2 separate regions of the Oryzias latipes genome follow, and region 1 is linked to region 2. A link is a contact called in public Hi-C data. All regions are on one chromosome and are shown on one strand. The core of a region is the stretch at or near the end of the contact, and the rest is flanking DNA. Distances in the headings are between cores, read along the strand shown.

Evidence for each region. Hi-C and Micro-C count contacts between places; a contact is called where the count stands out from the background.
Region 1: a contact with region 2 is called in a Hi-C map of embryo, with 3 times the contacts expected there. The contact joins the promoter of ssr3 here to the promoter of ccnl1 in region 2. A contact is called at or near these places in 3 of 5 Hi-C or Micro-C datasets (embryo and fibroblasts).

What each region holds. Positions count from the first base shown.
Region 1 is chr13:24,637,188-24,642,469 of ASM223467v1, forward strand. ssr3 (translocon-associated protein subunit gamma) reads left to right here and starts at 3,463. Exons shown (of 5, transcript XM_023961695.1): 1 at 3,463-3,744; 2 at 4,785-4,911; 3 at 5,106-5,204. The coding sequence starts at 3,612. LOC105355500 (a long non-coding RNA gene) reads right to left here and starts at 3,426. Exons shown (of 3, transcript XR_002291568.1): 1 at 3,346-3,426; 2 at 1,442-1,514; 3 at 29-1,068.
Region 2 is chr13:24,444,339-24,450,068 of ASM223467v1, forward strand. It overlaps ccnl1 (cyclin-L1), which reads right to left and starts at 4,385. Exons shown (of 9, transcript XM_020708428.1): 1 at 4,068-4,385; 2 at 2,834-2,943; 3 at 1,013-1,133; 4 at 803-867. The coding sequence starts at 4,307.

The sequences.
Region 1 (5,282 bases), core at 2,213-4,712, 190 kb after region 2:
CTGATGATTTAAAAAAGGCACAAATACACAAAATATACCCACATTTTATTACCAGAAACTTTCAGCTTAATGTCATCGACAGCACAGCTTATGTGAAATTTCTTCCTGCTTTCTGGCTCCAGACTATTTTTCCAGCTTCTTCCATTCATCTTTTACAGATTTGAGGTCTTATTTCAGGCATAAAAATGACTTTAAAAAAGCTTAATTAACTGTCCAGCAAAGTCATCAGAAAACAGACTTCCATGTTTAAGAGTAAAAACGTTGACACATTTCATTAAAAGGGCTACAAAAACCTCTTGTTGACAGTTTCACTGATTGTGACCATGTGACTATTCTGCTCCAAGATGTGATTGCTCCAAATGCTTGTGGGATTAGGATTTTCCACTTGACTTTTACACGTGGATGTTCCTTTTTTCACAAACTGCGAGGGAGCTGGGAAAGGCCTGGCCTTTTCCTCTCAGCTGAACACAGTCCTGACGTGGAAAAACAATTAAAACGAAACATATGGTGGCGTGGAAGACCCAAGTGCTGCTTGAAATCAGCGCATTCACAGATGCTGTTAGCAAAGGAAAAATAATTTCTAAATATTTTCTAACATTGAAAGGAAAAGGAGTTCAAGCTATTGAAATCCTCATTTAAGATCCCTAAGACCGCATGTTTGAAGAGAAGGATTTAAAAGTGTTTTATCCATCAGGAAGCAGAGGATGTTGTCTGACCACACAGATCAGTCGGAAATTGTTTTTGTAGACCAGTGGCACTCAGTAGTGGAAAATCCTTCGGTTCTTTCAATTTGATTAGTCAGGCATATCTGCTTAGTGTTTCTGTGCTCAGTGTTTTGTATGTGTAATGGAGTTTGCCGTTCAAGCCAAATCAGCCGATTAAATAGACAAAAACTTGAAAGTTATAGTTGTTATTCCACTGGTGTGCCGGTTCATGAACTGCTTTTTTCTGAAGGTGCAAGCATCCAGCACAGAGGCCTGGGCCTCTCAGAGCCTTATTCCTGGCAGGTGAGGAATGGCAACTCAGAAGGAATTCACAGCTCTGTCAGGTGATCTGTGGTAACTGCTCCTAAGGGTGCAATCAGAAGAAGATAAACTGTAGCAGCACTGCGGGGTTATCTGCCCTGAAGAAGATTTGTCTATTTGTGTGTGTGTGTGTGTGTGTGTGTGTGTGTGTGTGTGTGTGTGTGTGTTTGTGTGTGTGTGTGTTTTCTATGTTTTGGGGGGGCTGGTTAGAATATGTTGTGCTGTTGTGTGGTTGTGTCTGACAGATCACTCACAGACAAAATAAATCTGGGGAAGAGGTAAACACGAGGAAGTAAGCGGTGATCAAGAATAAAGTTGTTCTGCTCCCTCCTCTTTGGCTTCTCTCATGGACCCCTGAAGTGCACAGCTAATTCCTAAGCTCTGCCCCAAAAAACAGGGACATCACGCAAACTCACCTCTCTGCTTTGCATTGTGGCACACGTGCACGCAAAACCCATGCCATCAGCTGTGCATGCATGCAGCTTACTCCTGCAGAGGAAAAAGGAAACCAGCTCAGCAGGAGGTGAAGCAGTGGGTCAGCTAGAGCAGCAGAACAAATGCTGGTTGTTGGTTTTTGTTTTGTTTTTCTCATCAGGTTTATTGTTTTGTTTGTTTTTTTGTATTCATTGTAGATCCCCTCTGGCAGGCGTGTCACAGGCTTGAAGGATTAGGTGAAGAAAGGAAAAGAACATTTAAATGTACTTGTCCGTTCATGCATATGTGGCTGCTGGGTCTAATCACCTTGATGTGTGACACATTTTATGAGGAAAAAAGTCTGGAAGAATAGCAAAAAATAGAATATACGTTTATTTTCTATCCTTTTTAAAAATTGTACCTACAGAGTCAACAGTCCGGAAAGTTATGTAGCTTTTCATGTGGGTTAACACATGAGCTGCTTATGGAACCAGAACTTTTAATAGTGTAAAAAAAATAAAGAAATAAACAACTAAAAGTGAAGAATTGATTCTAACTTCTTGTAGCTGCAACATTTTTTACTTTAATTAAAAACAAACTAAATATTTCTGGTGATTCAGAGCTGGGGGACTTTCTTCAAACAAGACAGCAAATACTGACCTCTAGTGGACAAAGTCTGAATTTCTATTTGCCAGAACTTGTTTAATTGCACTTTTGTTTCAGTCAGTTCTATCAGAATTTTTTGTTCACAATTAAAAATGATTTGAATAAAAAATATTTCATAATAACAATTTCATTTGAGTGAGATATTACCAGGTAATTTATAATGTCTTGTCCAGTGCAACGATCAGTTATAACCTGAGATCGAAGACCCACACTGATAAAATTTGTGTTTTTGGTGTTTTTTAACATGTTTTTGTCGCATTTTTCTCATGATGGGGGACATATAAAAAGAATTTTTAGCTTAAAATTGCATTTCTGAGAATTTCTTTATTCAAATAGTTGTAAATTAGGAGCAGATGAAAAAATGTGACGTAGAAAATACGTTGGGCGGACAACAAGCTCCCTGCTCCGCTGCATTCTGAAGCATCCACTTGTAGACGATTAGATCCATGTATGTCTTTGGTTTCCTCGTCTGAGCTGACATATGCCTCAGAACTGTACGGCTGGATAGCTCCAACATTGCTCGCCGTTTTTGTTGCTCTGGTCATATTTTACCTACATTCCCTCTCGCTCCCTACGCTCCTCCTCTTCCTTGCTTTCCGTCCACCCGGCCAGTCTCTCCATGGCCTCTGCAATATAGACACTCCCCATTTCAAATCCAGGTTAAACACTCACTTTTCTCACTGATTCTTTGTTTTTTTTCATGCCGGCTGATCTGATTTTATTGTGTTTTTAACATTTACTGCTTTTTGTGGTTTTATTGGACTGCTGTGGTGACTTTGGGCAATGAGAAAGGCACTTCAGATTAAATGCATTTAAATTATTAATTCTAGTAAGAAAAGAATAAATTTGCTGAATCAATCTGCAACTTCCACTCAGGTATTTAACAGTGATCAACAGTTTAAATTCTGTCTCTGTGCCCCGGCCAAACACACCTAGTTAACCTGAACTCTCTTTTTGAAGTTTGATTGATGATCTTCTGTCATTTGTTTCCTCCACCTGACCTCAGGCCTGCTGAACGTTTATGAGGCACTGGAAGGTTTCTAAGAAACTAAAAATTCCTGACATCTCAAGAGGTTTTCTGGAAGATAAATGTCAGGGGGGTGAGATTTCCCATTTTAGCACTAAACACTCTTATTAGACATACAAAACGGGATTAAATGTGGGTCAGTGAAACCCAACAGAATTTTTCCTATATATACTTTAGGTAAAATTTAAATTTTAACTGTGTGGTGTGGCTTACCCTAAGCAGTGATGAAGCAAGTGATTATTTGTTGCATTTTTATCCCCGTCTGGGTGGGAGGTTTGCTGAAACGGTGCCACGAGGCAAGAAGTGCAGCGCTTTGGTCCTCCGTCCTCCAGGGGGCAGCAGCGGCCACACTGAGAGGAAGTGGTGAATGAAGTCCCGGGATTGTGCTGACGCGTCCCTCTTTCCTCTTTCTTCCGACGTGTCAGTCCTCTTGTGTCCAGACAAAACCGAGGAGCTCACAGACCGTACATCTCGCAGATATGCCCCCGAAAGGCAGCACCAAGCAGCAGTCAGAGGAGGACCTGCTTCTCCAGGACTTCAGCAGGAACCTGTCGGCAAAGTCCACCGCTTTGTTTTACGGAAACGCTCTCATCGTCTCCGCCATCCCCATCTGTGAGTACAACTAGCTAGCTAGCTAGCTAGCCTGCTGAGATGGGTCTGAATAACAAGAAAAGATTGACTTTGATTTAAATGAAAACGTCGACAGATCCGTCAAAACGCCAGAAATGTAGTCGTGAATTTGTTTTTGCACGATATATGTTAATTTGAATTAAAAAGGGGGAGTGGTAGTACTTATGCTAATAATATTTTAGCTTTAGCTAACTGAGATTTCCATCAGAGATCAGTTCAGAAATAGTTTACCCCTCACAAGAATTAACTTAGAAACTATTCTGTTTTTATACAAGTTAAACTAATAAATACTATTTATGGAAGCAGCTTTTTTTTCAGCTCCACAAATGCCTATGAAAAAGCACGCATGTTTGCTCGTTTTTTAATTTATTTTTATTTTAGTCTATACAAAATTTCTAAAACGTCCAACAAGTTTCTCTTAGACTATTTTTGGAAAGGAAAAGTAATGACTAAGATTCAAAACTGCAAACTGCTACACAAATATGGGATTAAATAGCACTTTGACATGCTATCTGTTTGTTTATTTAAATGCATTCAATTATTTGTTACACAAATATACATTTGATTAACCTATAACTAACCTCGCCGACATCTGGCACAGCCCTCTCTGTTACCAGTCCCAAACTTGGAGGTAGCTGCTGGCATGGACGTCTTTTTAAGCTCTAAAATTTTAAAGTTTATAGTTTGTCTTTATCTTTGTATTTTAATTCACTATATCTTGTATTTTTTTAATGATGTTGACAATTGGACGTCAAGTAATGAGATGCGTTTCTAAAGATTCTATTCTAACATTGAATTGATCTAAAAATGTTAGGATCTTTAGAAAGTTTTTAAAACCTTAAAAAAAGTGGTAATAATATGAGGAAATAGGATTTGAATAAAAGTTTTCAAAACAAATTATTGTTTTTCTTTCTGCATTTAAAATGTTTAATGTTAACTAAAAGTTGTTTCACTTGGACTTCATCTGCTCTCTGGATCTTCTCAGAAGAAGCCCATAGTAAGTGTTGTGTGGTTCCTTCCAGGGCTGTTCTGGAGGATCTGGCACATGGACCTGGTCCAGTCTGCAGTCTTGTACGCTGTGATGACCCTGGTCAGCACTTACCTGGTTGCTTTTGCCTACAAAAATGTCAAGTTTGTGCTCAAACACAAGTAAGTATTAAAAAAAAGAAGAAATGAAATAGCTCTTCATTTATTAAAGTAAAGAGAAAAAGCTATATTTCAGTTGAAACTGGGAAAAAACGAGGGTCCAAATGTATTTATTAGTTTTTCTAACCAGAACGACTGCTTCACAGTACTCTGCAGGACCTCTGAGCCCACATCTGTAAATGTTTTTGTTTTATTAGGGTTGCCCAAAAACGTGAAGATGCTGTTTCCAAGGAAGTTACCAGGAAGTTGTCTGAGGCCGACAACCGCAAGATGTCTCGCAAAGAGAAAGACGAAAGGTGAACCACGCTAAGTGATGCTGTTTTTACGCAGGAATTGGATTGGAAGTTATTGTTTGAAATCAAGTTCTGAGTGAA
Region 2 (5,730 bases), core at 3,135-5,634:
AAAAAATATATATAAATATATATTTTAATCTGGCTAAGTTTACTTCATTTTTAAATGCAAGTAAACTAAAAACAAGACAGCATACGAATCTATCTGCAGCTATTTGGACAAAGGAATCACAACCGAGATCTTGGAGCAAGACCAAAAAATACAAATCCTTTTGGACACCCAAGAGAAAACAAGACGATGCTGGCTGTAGGGAAAGGCTCGCCCGCCCCCTTCAGTGAATCTCGGCATTGGGAATGGCTGTCAGGAGAAGGGCAGCCAACCAATGGGGGGAGCTTCCTGAGGTCATGTGGTTGGAGGAGGCAGAGTTCAGAGGTTCTTTATGTGACTTACCAGCATGGACTACCCTTTAATCAAAGAGTAGAGAGAAAGGACAAAGTTAAACCGAGTTCTCTGGGTAAATCAAACAGACTACACAGAAAGCTATGCAAGGGCAGACGAGAGTGAGACACGTTAAAAAAGGCTTTGCTGCATAAACGCTTCAGTCGTTTAGAAAAATGCTGCAGTCAGGACAGAGTGAATCTGTTTTAGAGCACGTTTCAAAATGCTAGCTTCCAGTATGAGCACCTGAGTAACGTCCGACTGCTATATTTAATGTGACGAGCGACACCGTAACAAGATCCTGAGGAGTCATCAAGTCCTCACCAGGAATTCAACTGTTTGAAACTTGTTCAACTCCGCATTAAGCCTAGGTCTGGCGGTACGTCTGGCAGACATGATAAAGGCTGTCGCTGTGGGGATGATTATGGAGGGTGCTTGGAAAAAAAAACTAGATTATAAAAAAGCCAGAACTTACCAGGCCGTCTGAACTAGAGGCTGGTTCTTCTCACATTCCAGGACTTGGAGGTACATGACGATTATCTAGAACACACAGCAAACATGTCAGTAGAAAGCCCTTTGCAGAGAAGTGTATTTATTAAGAACTGAATGATGACAAATGGTCCTGAGCAGCTGCCTTAGCATGGGTTAAAATGAGGCTATAAGTAAAAGTGTGGCTTTGGCTCACCTTATGTGGATGCTTGACATGAACACAGAAGCCCAGCTCCTTAAGGACCCGTCGCTCCGCTTTGATCACTTGGTTTTTGGTATTAATGTAGTTTTGATCAAGTATCAATGGACTTGGGGTCCTATTTTTAAAAGAATTCAAATAAAAAAGGGGTTTTGTCTTTTTGTAACAAAGAGAAGAAAGTGCTTTTTTGGATCCTTGCACTCTTGGTTCCCTTTCCAACCAACTCAAAGCAACTAGGTACACTGTTTGCATGCCTGACAGTGTGGTGGGATTGTGGACTCCTGTGGTTTCAAACAAAGCTTTAGGAATCTGTAGACTGCCCCCATCTCAATCGCCCTGATCCACAGCTTTAAAAGAAATGTAACCTGTGTTAAACCTAGGACCGGAAAAAAGCTGTCCCCATGACTAACAACCTAAATGCAGTGTAAAAATTAGCATGGGTCAGTGCTACGTTACAAACTAAAGTCTACAAGAACAAACAACGCTATAAAAATTATGTAACCAATGTTTTACCTTCCTTTAAGACATTACCATCAACAAACCATTCAGAACGTTTTCTAACTGTAACAAAAAATGCTTAGATGTACAAACATTTGAATAAATATCTACCAGACTTAAAATATAAAGTTCAATCTAAGAAATTCACAACAAATCCCATTTTAAATACAGAAATTCTCAGACTTTAGTCAATTTGACATGAACCATCACCTCTATTTATGTAAGAGCTTAGTGTTGCTTAACAAAAACAAGTGTCCGTGTGCATGAAGAGCAATAAAGCCCCGTCCTTATCATATCAGCCATTCTCTGCATAAGCGATGCTCATTAGAAAATCTGATGTGTGTGTCTAATGCCATTAAATGAACACATTCAAAAACATTAAGGAACAAAATACAAAAATAAGGACGGCAAAAACAACCTAAAACTTAAAGTGACACACAGTATGTTTAAACTTGGCCACAATTAGACTTCAAAAAATAAGAACTGAACACTGCATGCATGCACTGATCCTCAATAAAAACTAAATTCTCAAAAAAATAAAAAAGAACAATAAAATAAATGAGGATTAGATAAATGAGAGATTAACCCAACAATGACAGATTTCTTTTTAAAGCCATGAACTACAGCCAGCGAATGGACTAGTGTGCAAACTGCGCGATTACAATGCATGGTGAGGAGCAGTCAGAAGAAATCTACATTACCCAACAGTCCGCAGAATGACAGATAGATACCCAAAGCTTAAGAAAGAACCACAGGAGTCCTCAAGGCGCCCCACGGGCCAAGGACCTTCGGCCAACCTGTCATCCCCGTTCCCAGTGCCCGCGGTGGCTCAGACCACGGGAGTCTCCCACAGGAGGGGGTGGGTTGGGCCTGGGGGGACGACAGAGACCCCCTCGTCTCATGGTTGTCATGCCGACTGCTTCATCTTACGTACCATTCCACATCACCCAGGCTTTGGTAAATGTAGCTGGTCGCTGTTAGTTGGTTGCAAGGGAAAAAAGAATCTAAGTTAATATCAAGAACTACAATACTGTCATAAAGACATCAGGCACACACAAAGCACATGTGCCTCGTCTTTAACTTCAAATTGAATTGAATATAGAAATTTCTTTCTGGGAGTTTCAGTCATATGCCAAAACAAAAGTTTAACAGTTTGGAAACTACCAGTGAAGCTGGAACTGAAAAGTTTAGAGTGCATGGATAAGCAAAACAGCACTTTCACAGAAAAAAATAAGATCGGCAGAATAAAATACTTAACAAGTGATGCAACATGTGAAATACACGAAACCACAGAAGTGCAGATTTAACAAGACAACTTACTTTTTGCCTCTAAGCTGTCGCAGGTGGTGGAAAACGTTGATGACGTCTCGTATTCGCCGTGGCGCTTCTTCAATCTTTGAGGCGAGGTAAATGGAAGCCATAGCAACAATCTAAAAACAGAAAGAAAAAGAAACCCAAAGAGTTTGAAAAAAAGGACATAAACACCAACATAGCATGTATACAACCTAGCTAACTAAAAATGGATTAGTCTGTTATTGAGCACTTTTGCATATTGATGATCCACTCAAAGAGCAATTAAACTACCCATTTTAATATAATAAATTATCTAATATTAAGTAAAAGGAATACCAAGAACCCCCCAGTGCTGTGGATGACCCTAAATTCTGGTAAACAAAGATCACAAAAAGCCACTGGTAACATGTCAGATAATCCTTGTCACAACTGACACCTACATGAGTTGATAGAATTGAAGGACGCAAAACAAGGGCATTTGGGGCTAAAGTGTAGCACCCTCCTACCCATGAGTTACTATGCTCCTTTTACAAACACATATTTGAAATGTATTTAGAAACTGTTGTGGCGACTACAAAAGAATGACGCGTCTGCTGATCAGGTTTCTCAACTCGTATCTATGCACAAGTTCTCTTTGTATCAGCTTGTTGCTAAAATAACAAAGCATCATAGTTGGTCCTGACAACACTGACTAAATAACTGATGACAAATATTTCCTTATTATTCACACTGGGCTTATAAAGCTTACGCAACATTATTTCCATTAACCCAAAACGGCTCAAGTATTATCATGTGACTCGGGATTTTTCAACAAGAACATATTTTTTTCTATATCGAATGACACTTTGATTTAGAAAAACAGAAACCTGTAATTACGGATGACGAAACAATATGGCTACCGCGAACGTAGCTGTAACGTTGGTCACTTGTAGCAGCTCGCGCGCTACGTACCTCGAAACTGTGTTTCACGAAGGATTTGGAATAGAAAAACCGATGGAAAAGTACTTGTCCTGTTGCCATGGCCACCTGTCAGAAGAAATTGATGGTGTTACTTGTTGGTAGCTCTTACATAAGCCGGCCTTGTCTTTACAATGGAGTGCAGCCATTTTGACTCCACCATGCCGACGTCTAGAAGCTAGCATTAGCCACCTGCAGCTAACCAGGCCGCTCAATGACTGGTACAAATCGAATGTAATTTAAAAATACGTAAACTTTCACAGACAGCTTGTTAAAGTGTTAATTACAACTCTGAATACTGTACCTGAGGTAACCGAAGAAGGATACCCGCTGACTGAATCAGTTCGCATCCAAGGATGCGGAGGTCGGTCTCCGTGCTCAGGTCGAGGCCATCGAGCATCGACGGTGTCGTCGCGAGTCTTTCATCCGGTACAAGCGAGTTGTCGATGGTAAGAAACACTTCCGAATATACTTTGTCACCTATAAGAATACCTTCATTGTTTGTGGACGCGTTAGAAGAAACAGAGAGTGGATCCGCGGCCATTTTCAACAGACACACGGCTGAGCCCGACCTCGACGGAACGATGGCGGAAGAGGGAGACCGTAACAAAGCGCCTGACGTCAACCGCCCAAGGTTCAGACGCAAAGCGTATGTGCACATCCGCGGTGGTAAAATAGTTTCGCCACTTAAACAATAAAGACATAAACGATGCGATTCAAACATATAAATGTTAAAAAAATGAAAGATAAACACATTAAATACTAAATTTTATATATTTTACTGACAAATTTACCAAACAGTACAGTACTTTTTTATATTAACGCCTATTTGTTTTTTGTTTCTTTGTTTGTTTTACAAAACGTTAAGCGTCTATGATTTTAGGGACTCTTAAAACTTACAACCAGCAAAATACTGATTGTATAAAACAAAATGTAAAAGTAGATATCTATGATAAAAAAGGTTTGTCCTATTAAAAACACGCTTCAAGAGTAAAATGATGAAAAAAAGTATTTTAATTTATGCAGCTAAACATTGGAAATTCTTGTTTAAAAAATTCTAGTAAATTTTTCTTTATAACAGAAATTAAAACTAAAAATTCCGACGTTCCTAAAAGGCAACACTGGCAAATTACTACTCACCGCGAACAGTTTCTGTGACGTGTTTTACAGGAAAGTTCGGACGTCTCACCACAATCACTGGAACATATCCATCCGCTGTTTAAAAACAATTGATAAAATAAAAATAAAACAATAAATAAAAATATAAAATAAAAAAAGATAAAATAAAATATTTTTAAAAGTATACATATCAAGTTTTAAATAAAAAAATATGAAATTAATAAAAAATCATTGCGCTTTTCTTTTAAAAAAAATGTTTGCATTTTGGTGTCAAAAAGGTCAGTTTTGACAAATTGTACAATCCCATTTAATTCCCCCCAACTTCATGGCACAAAGCTTATTGTTCATTTTTAATGTGAGCAGAGGTCTGTACAAGTCCACCTGTTTGGGATCGTCCCGGAAAAACTGCCAGAAGTAAAGCAATGTGAAGCTGGAGATTTACAGGTTTTTTTTTAAAAAGAAACCGTCTGACCTTGGGCCTAAACTAAATCTCCACCCAAAAAATAAAATTCATTTTTCTTTGGCTTATCAGCATCTATAAATGTCGGAATAATTCTTAGTTTCGTATCAGAGTTTTTTTTATTATCTTAGTACCCTAAAAGTTAATTTTAAAGTAGCTTGCCATTCATTTGGGTCATCAAGTAATTTAGAGATTTTTTTTCCAAGGGTAAATAAAGGCAAGAATTTTTATTGAAACATAGTCCATTTGTTCCCCCCCAAAAGTTTTACTATAAACAGTTGTTCCTCTTTTGGCACTTCTCGTCAGGGGTCGCCACAGTTTGGCAGAAAGGTTTTCCACCAGATGCCCTTCCTGATTCAAGCTTGTATTTTCAAGGGACAGGAAAGCA